2 separate regions of the Anas platyrhynchos genome follow, and region 1 is linked to region 2. Evidence: chromatin contacts called from public Hi-C data. All regions are on one chromosome and are shown on one strand. Each heading gives the region's core, a stretch centred on a gene start, on an enhancer-like site or on the middle of the called end of the contact. The rest is flanking DNA. Distances are from core to core; before and after follow the strand shown.

Region 1 (6,456 bases), core at 2,867-5,366, 150 kb before region 2:
AGAACAGCCCCTTTAAGTCAATAGAACTGTGAAAGTGACAACAGCAACAAGTCTTGTACACTCAAACTTGCCTTAATATATTAATTAGAGCAACAATGCTCAGCTCCCAGAAATATTAATACTTTTTTTTTGCACTTGCAAACATATTAATGTTGTTTACAAATGCCCGCAAGATGAGTTCCAACATGCCTGAGATGCCAACAGGCACAGTCACACAGCAGATGGTGAAAATAAGATATGGTGGTGAAAGCTATTGTCCCTAACTCACCTAAATATGTCACTGACATAGCCAAGAAAGGACTTCTGATTAGAGAAATTAAGTTTCTGATATCTAACACTGATCCAAAGAGCACCGTAATACATACAAAGATTTCTATGTATTACAGAAGCTTTTGGGTCAGTCTCTTAGAAATAAGACTATGTTGTCAGCATGATACCAGCAAGCTAGCAGTGCAGGACAGCAATGGTTGCCACACATTGCAGGGCAGAAGCAAAGATAGGTCAGTGAAATAAGGTAATTAAAATAAGTAATAGAAAGTTGTAATTACTAAGGACGATTATGGAAAATAATGGAAAAGAATAATTAAAGAGGAAAAAAAGAAATAAAAGAAGGTTTTATATTAGAGAATTTAAATTCAAATGAAAGAAATCACTTGGTATAATATTGTTCTGTTAAGTTTGGTTCTCATCAGAAAGTCAATTACAAAAAAAAATAATAATCACTGGAAAGGTTAAAGAAGGTCATATTGCAGTCCATACTGCCAAGTCTATTTCTCTTAGTCTCAAGGAAGTTGTGAGAGCTTTCCAAATACTTACTGTAAATAGTACACTTGCTTCCCATCACAGAATATCTAAAGGTCAGTGGTGTCCTTAGTCTAATCTCCATAAGTTTCCAAAGTGAAGTTTTGCTTTTTATTTTCCAAATGTCTTGCTACTGCTAGGTGCTTTCTTTGCATTCTTGAGGCCTGAGCTCTTCAGCCTCAAAGAGGTACGGCTTAAGAACAACGTATGCTTCTTCCCCTATCCTAATCTAAAGGACCTACTGCTGAGTGAAGAAAAAAGGGTTCATACTGGTTGGCATCTGTGGTAAAGCAATGAGCTCTCATCTTGTGGTAGGTTTTTAAGAAATGCACATTTGTTCTCTGTGAAATGGATAACAGCCAGCAAGTATATTTATATAATCAGATACAAACATGTAATTGGTAAGTCTCACCATTCTGTGTTTGTTTGGGACTGATGGTCTAACAGTGAAAGACTGATCACTCACCATCAAACCCATCAACAATTCAGCCCCCTACCCTTTTTGCTAAACATGGAAGACATCTGTAATATTTAAGACATCTGTGTTTAAAGAAGGCTTTGGCTTTCTCTCAACATAGTTTTTCATCATACTTGACCCCGCAGTAAATCTGTAGCAGCAAATCTCATTTTGCAAGCATAGAACACAGGATCACTGTAGACTCAGCCAAGCAAAGGTTAAGGAGATACATTTCTGTTCAAATACACTTAGCTCTAGAATTAGCAGAGGCAACACAGAAAGTGCTTGGCTGAGTGCATAGACTTAAAATGATATTTTTTTCCCAAAGTTCATTCTAGTGCTAATATGCCTCTCAACAAATGCTGGAATGTCAGTCGTTAGATGGGGGAGAGAAAACTTTCAGGATGTCCCAGACGAACTACATTGGGACAGTTATGTTAAAACGGCAGAATTTTTTTGCAGTGAGGTCCTTGAAATTTATGAACCCTTAAATTGTTTGTTAGGAACAGCAGGAAATGATGGACTATTTTTATCTTTTATCTTAGATTGGAAGGTCTCTGGGAGAGGTACTGTCTTTTTTGTGTGTCTGGCTGAAAGTTGGCAGAACAGGGGCCTATCCCTGACTGCCCCTCATCTGTGACTGCTGGGTCAGTCAGAGGAGAATTTGCCATTGGATTCAAAGGGCAATGAATCAGATCTCTCTGTAATATATATATAAATGATAATACACAGGGAGTAATAATTGAAGAGAGGGTCTCTTAGGTTCTAAATGCTGATTGCAAGGATAAAAATGATTAGAAGTGTTTCTCTTGTCAATTTATATCCTAGAAGGATGGAGAGAAAGGTCAACCAGTCAACCCACAAACCAGCTCTGCTCGTGTGTGTGAGTTGGAAGCTGCACAAGGGTGCTATTTCTCCTTTTCAAATAACATGAAAACTCTTTTTTATTTTTTTTTTAATTAATTATTTTTTTTCCAACAAGGAAATGGCACAACCAAGCCCTATTTTTAAACTGAACTGTTCTTGGACAGTACAAATGAAAAGTAATGCTATTCTGACTGTACATTTTGTAACCTTAAAAGGAGAGAGCTCTTTTTCAGGGAAGATCAGGATTTCTGCCAAATATTATCAGCAATGGGGTGGAAGGCAAAACATTGTTTTCACAACTTTCTTGACCATTAGTGGTAAATCTGATCTAGCCTAATACAGTCTCTCTGTGTATCCCTTTTAGGAGGTATGTAGGGCTGGTAAAGAGAAATATTTGTCAATCTCTGTCCATTTTGACATGGGTTGGAGCTGTGGTGAAACCTCTGTATTTCCAGACCACCAGACAAATGCATCAGGTGGTTTCTTACTTCAGTATGGTCCTTTGCAAAGATTCTAGTGTGCTAGTTTTACTTAGCAGGGCAGATGAGCTCCACCACAACCACTCTCTCACTCCCCCTCCTCAAGGGAGAGGTGGAGAAAATACAATGCAAAGGGCTCAAGGGTTTAGAAAAGGACAGGGAGATCACTCAACAGTTATCATCATGAGCAAAACAGACTCAGCACAGGGAGATTAATGTAATTTATTACCTATTACTAACAAGCTAGAGTAGTGAGAAACTAAAAGCAATTACAAACACCTTCGATGCATTCACCCTCTTCTATGTCCTACCCCTGAGTGGCACAGGGGAACGGGGAGTGGAGGTTGTGGTCAGTCCCTAACACTTCATCTCTGCCGCTCCTTCACAGTCACTCTCTGTCCCTGCTCCATGTGGGGTCCCTCCCCTGGGATGCCATTCCACAGCAGCAAACTGCTCCAGCACAGATTCCCCATGGGCAGCAGCTCCCCCCAGACTCCCTGCTCCTGCATGGGCTCCTCTCTATGGGCTGCAGCTCCAGCCCGGGGCCTGCTCCTGTGGGGCCTTTCCATGGGCCATAGCCTCCCCCGGGCTACATCCACCTGCTCCACCAGGGGCTCCTCCACGGGCTGCAGTGTGGAGATCTGCTCCATGTGGGACCCATGGGCTGCAGGGGGACAGCCTGCTCCACCGGGGAGCTCTCCACAGGCCTCAGGGAAACTCATAACCCAAGCTATCAGCATGATGGTGGGTTAAGCAGTCCTGATGCACTGTGCTTTTTGGTGGTGATACCTGGTCCTCTCACCTCACAACCATGTTAGCATGGGGACATCTCCCCAGCTGTACTGGCTGCACAGAGCACCACAGATTGCAGCATGGCTCTTGCCCACTTTTCAAATGATCCATTTACCAGAAAAAAACTCATTATTCCATTACTCCCCCGCCAAAAAAAAAAAAAAAAAAAAAAAAAAAGGAACAGCTGTAGCACTTGTGAAGAGCCTGGGAAAGGGCTTGAGGGGAGGGTGTGTTGGTGTGCGAGCATGGACCCAGGCACATGGACGGAGCCAGAGCTGAGGAACGGGGCTGTTTGGTGCACTTCAGACTGACTAAAATTGCGATGAGGGGGCAAACTCTCCCTTCCAATCTCCCTATTTAGCACAGGGCTGCCATATGGTTTTCTGACTGTTTTCCACAGTAGCCACTGTGTGGCAGAAGAGATCAAGACTATGATTTTCTGCAGAGGACAAGCGATGGAAGCATGCAGCTTTTAGCTGCCTGCATGGGGCAGGCGCCATATTGTGTGGGAGGGCGGTGTGGAGGGGGCCCATGCACCACAGCAGAAATAACAACCACTACCCGAACAGATGTGCCGTTCGCTGACAGTTCATTGTTTTTAAGGGTGCGAAAGAGTCCAGGTCAGGGCAGTTCACTCCGTTAAATTGGCAGAGCCAATGGTTGCCATTGTTTTAACACCGAGGACAGCCTGCCCTGAACCTCATCTGCCTCCCAGGCCAGTGTGGCAGAGTGGGTGAGGTGGCGGCCAGGACATGGCTGTTGGACCTGGCAGAGCTGCCTTGGAGCAGAAGGAGCTGTGTGGACGTGAATGTGCCGACCGGCTGGGCACCACAGTCAAAACTGAAGTTAAAAATAATCCCCTCAACAGAAGACAATAAATAGAACTCCAGGGAGTTCCTGTTAGCACAACGAGGAAAATTGAATGGCTTTTCCTCTCTTGAAATCCTATGTTCCTCAAGAGAAAAAGAAAATGTGTTGATCCATATTCACAGCAGAGGAGGGAGCCTCATATTTTAACCAGACGCTAGATTTTCTCAAAAACATACTTTCAGAATTCAAAAATCATTGGCAAAGTCAGATTCAATTTGATAATAAAATTTTCTTGACATGAAAGTAATATGAAAGGGTCAGTGTATGTTGTTGCTGTAACGTTTAGTTGCGATGTCTGGGCAAGGGTTTAGGTTAAAAAATTACGTTTTCATTTTAAATTTGATTTTCCAGTTGATGCATAACAAGAAATCAAAATAAACCCTTTTGTTTTGGGTTGAATAAAATGTTTTCATTTCTACCCAAACCAAAATTGTTTTCCATTTGTTTAGTTTGGCCACTGAACTGAAAGACTAGCATGTCATTATCCACACTTAATGGCAAAAAAGACATCTTAAGGACAGGCAGGGTTTTAATTAGTTCCACTTCAGCATTTAAGATCAATGCTCAAATGGAATTCCTGACCAGGAGTTAAAATAATGAATGCAGGTTTGTTTGTTTGCTTTTTTTGTTTTGTTTTAATGTTAGTTTTGCATTAGATACTAGATATTAGAAGTGAATCAGGACTTTCTCAACATAACCATCACGTCTATGTAGAGAAAAGATGGTGCCTGCTTAGTGTGCTTGTAAACAACAGAAATAAACAGAGTTGGGTAATACAAAGTAAAAAACAGTTATGATTGTCTATGATAATAAGCTACAGTCTCGGCACATTTACTTCAGTGTTGACAAACTAAAAGAAAAAGACAAAACAAAACAACACATATCTACCTCTCAACTAAAGCCAGTGTGTCAGAACACACTTCAAGTGACATCAGACTGTATTTAGAGAACAGTGTTGAAGATAACTATGGGAACAACTGATGTTGAAATCCAAGACTATGAAGACAGCAAAAGCACAAAACACACATATGGATCTGCAAAACTTTTAAGAAATGTTCCAAATTTTAAGCAAATGTTTTTGATGGAAACCCATGAAAATAAAATAAATTAAAAAAAAAAAAAAGGCAAATTTAACTATTCACTTCATATTTGCTCACTCTAGGAATGTTTAGGAATTCTGTAATGGATTTGTACCTCATACACTGTTCAAAAGATCTCTATCTTACCAACTTGTGCTATATTTCAGTGGCCAAAATGTTTCTCTTCTGTTTCTCATGGCATGGTCTTACAGAACTGTGCTATTAGTCTTGAAAGGCAACATGCATACAATTTGGCTTTTATAAACATGTAGAATGTATTTCCAGCATGTGAATATGGGCATTAGTTTCAATAGGGCTAATTAACTTGCTAAAAAAATTTGATGGGGCTAGACTGTTAAGATGACTACTGGCACAAAGGCTATAAGCCCCTCACTTTTACAAGCGAAACACTTGCAGTGGTTACAGGTTAAGCACGTTAAACAGGTGGCAACTGAACAGGGAAGAACAGCTATGAGAAAGCTTAAATGTTGGTCAACTAGAGACACTATTGCTGCAAGAAATGACTATGACAAGACTGATCCTACTTCCTTGGATGTCTGATCCTCTGGCTAAACTTCAAGAGAGAAGTTTGGGTATACATCTAATGAGGAACCAGAATCCAGCTGTCAGTGGCCAAAGGAGTCATAAACTGCCAAGTGGAACAAATGAAACATCCTACTGTAAGAAAAAAAAATGAAGCTATTCAAATTTACTCAGTTCACAAAGACCTATTCATTCATGTGTTCTTTTTACAAGGTCCTATTAAATTGCTAGTCCTTTTGAGACTGGTTTTCATTGTGCATTGCAAAGTGAAAAGCAGAGAGGAACTTAATAAAGTCACTGCTCCGTACCAAGCTTCTGCTCATTTATTCAGCTATATACCAGTTTTGATGCCCAATTTGACACAGAAACTACGAACTACTGCATAGTCGACTGGAAAAAAAAATCAGAAAGAAAAAGAAGGGAAAAGAGAAATACTATCACATGATTGCAAGGCAAATCATGGAAACACAAACCAATTGTGTCAGCTTCCTAAGTCTTTAGCCAGCCGAAAATAATAACACTAGGAGGGTGCACTTGACCTCTGCATCTCAGTGGGTTGTTTACCTTT
Region 2 (6,447 bases), core at 3,547-6,046:
ACAGACACAAAGGCTTCAATCACTTGTACTCTAAAATAATTGGACTGTAAACACCCTCAGAAATAGGATATTCAGAGATATGCTACCTTGCTGGCCCTTCTTTCAGTCTCATCCTGTTCCCAACTCCTCAACCAGAGAAGACAAAATAACTATGTAACTCTGTATACTCTGAAACAGTAACACTTAACACAATAGCTCAAAAAAAAAGTCAAAATTTGCATTAAATTTGTATTCAACTTTTAAATTTGTATTCAACCCACCTGCAGTGATACAACTTTTTCTTCTAAGTTCTCAGCTTTTTTTTTCCATTCTTCAGTCTGTTTTTGGTGTTTTTCTAACTCTGCTGAATACATGGCTTTTTCTTCTAATGGGTTAAAATACAAAAAGAAAAAAAAAAAGATCTCAATTCATAATAAGTATATTTATTTTGGGGGATACACAACTGCAAAACTTTAGCATTATCACGTCTGGTTTTCACAAAGTAGAGGTGGAATTCTAGTTTCATATATAGGATACTGACCATTGGTTTTCACAGGGCCAGAATTTTAATGAAGTTTTTTAAAAGACAAAAGCTTCTGAAATTTAAGCTACCAAATTGAAAACCAAGTAACTATATGCTTTTAAAAGTACCAAAATATAGTAACTATCCCATCTGAAAAACGCGTGTTGCAGTCTTTGGTACTTCTTGACAAAACTTACCCTGTTGGAATTGTTCTAGCACCATCTGCAGGTTGGCCAGTGACAACGCATACTGTTTCACTTGGTCCTGTGAGATGGTGAGCTGTAGCACAGTTTCATCTCTCTGCTTGGAAACCAAGTTTAATTGCTCTTGCAAAGATTCGACCTGCAGGCTAGCTTGATGACTTAATGAAAAAAAAATTATTTACTGAGATAATGAAGAACGTCATCACAGATAAAAATTAAAACACATCAAAAATTAATCTACCTTTAATTTTCACTTAAATTTATAAAAATGAAAACATTTTTCCCCAAATTCCTCTCAAAACCAAAGTAACAAACAAACAACAACTAAAACACTAGCAACATATTTTAAATATGCCTGGAAATAAAATTTTGGCAATCCAAAAATAAGAACAAACTTCTGTTTGAAGTGCATTAGAAAAAGACAAAAATAATCTTTTAATCCATTTTTGGAAAAGTATGTTTAACAACAACAAAAAAAACAAGAAACCACATACACACCTTGCCTGATTCATTTACTGCATGTATCAAGTTCTTCCTATCAAATATTACTTCTAAAGCAAGTCTCCCAGACCTCAATATATCCATCCTGACCACCACTGAATATTCATTAAACTTCCCATTATGCAGAATTATTATGAACTTGATTTACTCCCATTTCAGTCTTTCTTAACAGTACATATTAGGTAGGAAATGGGCTACATTTCTTGAAAGACATTTTTCAAGTTTTGGTGAAGAATTAAGAAACATTCTGCCAGTTTTTACGGAGCCTTCTCCCAGCTCTTCACCTTTCTTCACAATTTTCCACATTTTCCACAACAGTCTGCTCAGCTCAGAAATCTCTTTGCTGAGAATGTTGAGCAGAGCTCATTTTGAGCACTTCAGAAGTAGGAAAGACTCCAGCCATGTAGATATATTTGATTAAAATACTTGTTCATTTGGACAACTGCACTAAAATAAAAAAGTAATCTTGCTCAAAGTAACCAACAAGCCTACATTAGAGTCAAGACAGGCATTGAGTAATTTTAATACTTGGGTTTTCATTGTTCTAACTGAAAAATATGATTATGGTAAATAAAAAAAACACCATAATTAACTCTAGCCTCTCCAACTATGCTACCTATGAGAACATCTATGCATCTTGCTTTATATGTACGTTAAAGAAGTTTTACAGCAGTGTATACCTCTCTATGCTGTAATGTGCTATAACGTATCAATTAAGGACGGGTACTCCTTTCAAAAGCAACGCACAAAGTACCACAAGCACACCTGTGCATCCAAGTGTATAAAACACTTTCAAATGCACTTTCAAAGTGAATAAAGCCTTGACATTGAAGGCAATTAAGTTAATCTTTTATGCTCTGACATATTCAATTATTCAATTATGTTCAATTGATGGGTTGACGGATTTTTGTTGATTTTTGTTGTTTCTAGTTCTAAGCATTGTCAAAGATCTGAGATTTCTGAAGTTGCTTCGAAGATGATAAATAACTTCTTAGTTCACAACAGTTGCCAAGGAAATTTCAAATTACTTTCCTGATTTAGAGTAACAGTAATTCATATATTTTTGTTTCCTCAGTTGGCTAGCGTGCTCTAGAATGCTAATTCAATAAAATAAAGCTATCAGTATCACTCCAGAAAACTGTAAAATTCACAGTGCCACTGCTGGATAAATGAAAAGATCACCTGGCATTCTCCACTGCAGTAGATGAGGACACAAGTTTTTCTTCCAAAACTGAAACTTTTTTTCTTAGCTTGGCCTCTCTGTCTTCTGCAGCTAACACTTCCCGCGTGTAGGAGTCCTCCATTTCCAGAAGGTGATTCCGTAACCTCTCCAGTTCCTGATTTAGGCGCTGCTCTTTCTCACGCAAATGCTGTATCTGTGTAGAACACACCTTAAGTTGCTTGTACTATCAGTTTCCATAAATAATGCAAGCAAACAAAACATCATTTGAAGCATATTGCCTGCATGTTGATTTCAAATGTTTTTCACAAGTTACTGCTAACAAAAATAATGCAGAAAATATTATACAATGCAATTTCTTTTTTTTGTAATTATTATTTTTTTTATTTCTTACAGTTGTAAGTTACTTGGTGGTATACCTCACTCTGCAGGGCACTGCTCTCCATTTGCTTCTGTTTGAGTGCTACCATAACTTGGTCTCTCTCTTGTTGAAAAGTAACAGCCTTTTCTTGCATTGATTTAACTTCATTTAGCAGTTGATTCAATTCCCCCGTCTTGCCCTGTCAAAGACATAGAGGACTTCAAACACAGCAGTCTTACTGAAAGAGATGTATTCTTTGCCCAGAAGAATGGAAAGAAAATACTAATGTAACAAGGAGAAGTGCAAGACACCCATGGCCCTATAGCACAGAAAAACTCCAGAAGAGTATTTTCCCTGAGTGTGATTTCCCTCACACATTACCAAACAAACTAAAATTTATTCCTAAAAGGCACTACAGTCACAAGTATACTTCAAACTTTCAGGTTTTCTGCTATGGGTGGAATGTTTTATCTGTGGTACCTGCTTATTAGGACATGGACATATGAAGCACCTGCCTAGGCACGTCAACTGGCCTGAAGCTAAGATGACTAAACACATGAAGTAATCCTAAAAACTAAGCCATAAGGTGACTTCAGTTCTAGAGATCAGCCTTCAAAGAATCACAGCAACATCCACCACATTTTCAACTGTCATATTTCAATTAATATTATTTCTCATTGTAAGTGATTTGTTACAATTTTACATAAAGGATAAACACATGAAGAAATTTGTCTGTTACCTCCAACTCACGTACACAGCCTAAATAAATGGATGCATTTGCAGTTACTTGAAACCTTCCAGCATCCTTTTTACCATTCGTCTCATATATTATTTTGAGAGCAGGTATTTTTATTGATTATGTTGGTAAAAAGTAAACCAATCTTCTATTTCACCATTAATACTTATAAGCTTCAATTATTTATAAATGAAACTGAATACAGCTTTTTTCTTTTGAGTAGAGCTGCAAACCTGCACAGAAATTTGCTGTTTATGCTGTTATCTTCTGACACCCATACAAAATACATTTGAACACTATTTTTCATAGTTCTCCATGGTGAACACAGAGTCTGCAAAAAGAACTCTGATTTGTGAAGAAAAAAAAGTCCAGACAATTGTTCCATGCTTACGAAACTGAAAGCCCAAGATGTCAGTGAGTGAAGAGGTCTGCAGGGCAAAGACATGCAACACACAGAGAACCTAACCAGGCACTGCAGGCTTCCAGGAGCAGCAGCTACTGGAGTTAGAATAATTAAAAAATAAAAATAAAAAAAGGTAAGAAGGTGTATAGTTCTTATTGGCACAACTGATGAACATTAGTCCCAATGATAATTCAAAGCCTTTTTTTTTTTAAAATAATGTAACCGTAATTTGATACCTTAAAGATTCTATTCTTAATTCCATAGTATTTATTCAGAATAGGATGGGGAAACCACCACTAGGAACAAACAGAGCTAAACATTTATCTTACACAACTAACTTAAAAAAAAAAAAAATGCTATTTTTTTCGCATGTATCAAAGTTGGGACTTACAGATGATAAATTCCTGGATATATTACACTGCAAATTTATTTGGTAGTTTGAAAATGCTTTTAAGAGATGTGAACTTTTCTATTATATAGTGGAGATAAAATGAATGCCAGGTTATATTGTAACGGTTTGCATAAACATCACTCTCTGATAACCAGCAATGCTCAGAATTTTGGAAAATAAAAAAAGGATGTTAAATGCAGCAAGGAGAAGAAAAACATGACAGGGGAACATTTCTGAGAAAAGACTGAATAATGGAAACCGAAGCCACCAGGATGAAAAGAATGGGGACCTGAAAAGAAAAAGCACAGTGGAAGAAAGATGACATATTTGGAAGTAATTACCAGAAAAGACTGCCCACTAGGACAGATTAAGTTTTAGAGACTACAAAGCAAATAAAAAGTATTGATATCCTGGAGTTCTGTTCTTTTCCTGTAGTTTTGATAAATGTTATCTGTTGCATTGTACTTAACTCCTGTGTTTCAAAAAGGATGGTGATTCACATATTGCTTCCTTAATGCCAGCAGTAGCAGTTCTTACAACATGCTGTTGACCCGAGTATCAACAATGCCACGTAATTCTTTGGCTCCTATAAAAAAGATTCTTACTCACATTACTTACACAGTAATTCATAAGCCACTGCAACTTTTCTCTGAACACACTTCAAAAAAAAATACCTACTTTTCCATATATTAAATTGGGAAGAGAAAACATTAATTTAGTTTGTCCAATGTTTTCATCTTTCTTTCTTTTTTTTTCCACCAAAGCTTCTCCAGCTATAAAAGATGACGCTTGAACCCATTCATCTCAAAGCAATGCTGTGAAGCAACCAAATCGGAATGACACTTGAAGAAAACACATTGAGAAATGAGTCTTCGCCACCTCTGCGAGTTTGAGCAACGTACAGTAAAAACAACGTAGTACACTTAATGGACAACAGGCAAAAGCCAAAATATTGAGCAGCTGTTCAGTAAATGAGAATTTTTCAAATGAATGAAGAACATGGGTTATGAATACAAAATTAACAGATACAACTGCAAGCCACTCACCTGCTGATTTTTCATTTCTTAACTTTGTGGGGAAGGATTTTTGTTGCAATGCAAAGCAGTAAGAAGCCACAAACAGATTTAAGGCAAATACTTGATGTCTACATATACATGAAAACACGCTACCAAGTGACTAATTTCAAGATAATGAACGTGAACACACATACCTGTTCTTTTTCTTTCAACAACTTCTCAAAAGTGAGAGCTTTTTCCTTCATTGAGTGGGACTCAAACTCTTTCTCCTTCAACATCATTGAAAATTGCATATTAGTCTCCTGAAGTGCTCGGAATTCTGTTTCCTTTTCCCTACAACTTGCAACTATTTTTTCATTTTCTTCTTTCAGTTTTCGAATATCCATTTCTAAAATTAGATTTCTTTCTTTAAGGTTAGTCACCGCTTGCTTTAAAAGTTCATTTTCATTTTCTTTGTTACTAAGATTTTCACTCACAGAAAGTAACTGATCGCTTTTAGATTTAATCAGTATGTCTTTTTCTCTAAGTGATTTCTGTAAGACATCATGCTTTTCTTTGATCTGCCTCATCTCTGAATCAGTCCCCTCTTGACTCTTTCTTTCAGCCTCTGATGCTGTAGCCACAGAATCCGATAATCGTTGATTGTTTTCCTGAAGGGTCCTAATAGTTGAATCTTTTTCTTGCAACTTTTTTTTCAGCTGTTCCAATTCCTTTTGAAGGAGTTTAGTTTCATCACTGAGCACTTCAGGAGCACTGCTTTGAATGACCGGAGGCTGCGAAATGATGGAAGCCATTGCTACAGATGGTGTTACCAAATCAAGTTTACCCAGGAGAAGATCCTTGGTGTTATGAAGCTGTCCTATGGTGTGTTGAACTTGCGCTAGTTCCTGACTAAAACTTTTCAGCTTTTTCTCATTCTGTTCGTAACTCTGAATCAAGCCATTATAATCTACCTGCAATTTTGAATTACTATCGCTTTCAACTGAAATCTGTGCTTGAAGTTTGTGTAGCTCTTCTTGTAGGTGAGCTGACTCATGTTGCATGTTCTGAACCGTGGTTATTACCTGTTGCTTCCACTCTTCCATCTTCTTTACTTGCTGTTTTAGTTTGTCACGTTCTTGTAGAAGTTCCTCAAACTGGTTACTGTTAACACC

The links. A called contact is a pair of places that touch in the nucleus more often than the background predicts.
Region 1: a Hi-C map of skeletal muscle shows a contact between it and region 2, with 2.0 times the contacts expected there. The contact joins two enhancer-like sites. A contact is called at or near these places in 3 of 8 Hi-C or Micro-C datasets (F1 follicle, skeletal muscle and subcutaneous adipose tissue).

Annotation. Positions count from the first base shown.
Region 1 is chr5:17,021,106-17,027,561 of IASCAAS_PekinDuck_T2T, reverse strand. No RefSeq gene overlaps it. Among named protein-coding and RNA genes, the nearest start is that of PPP4R3A, 31 kb to the left of the region's middle. Within about 2 kb of position 4,116, at least 4 of the 8 cell types and tissues checked have an H3K27ac peak or open chromatin away from gene starts, as enhancers often do.
Region 2 is chr5:16,875,185-16,881,631 of IASCAAS_PekinDuck_T2T, reverse strand. It overlaps TRIP11 (thyroid hormone receptor interactor 11), which reads right to left. Exons shown (of 22, transcript XM_038180265.2): 12 at 5,488-6,447; 13 at 2,806-2,946; 14 at 2,389-2,582; 15 at 700-863; 16 at 261-364. Among named protein-coding and RNA genes, the nearest start is that of TRIP11, 16 kb to the right of the region's middle. Within about 2 kb of position 4,796, at least 1 of the 8 cell types and tissues checked has an H3K27ac peak or open chromatin away from gene starts, as enhancers often do.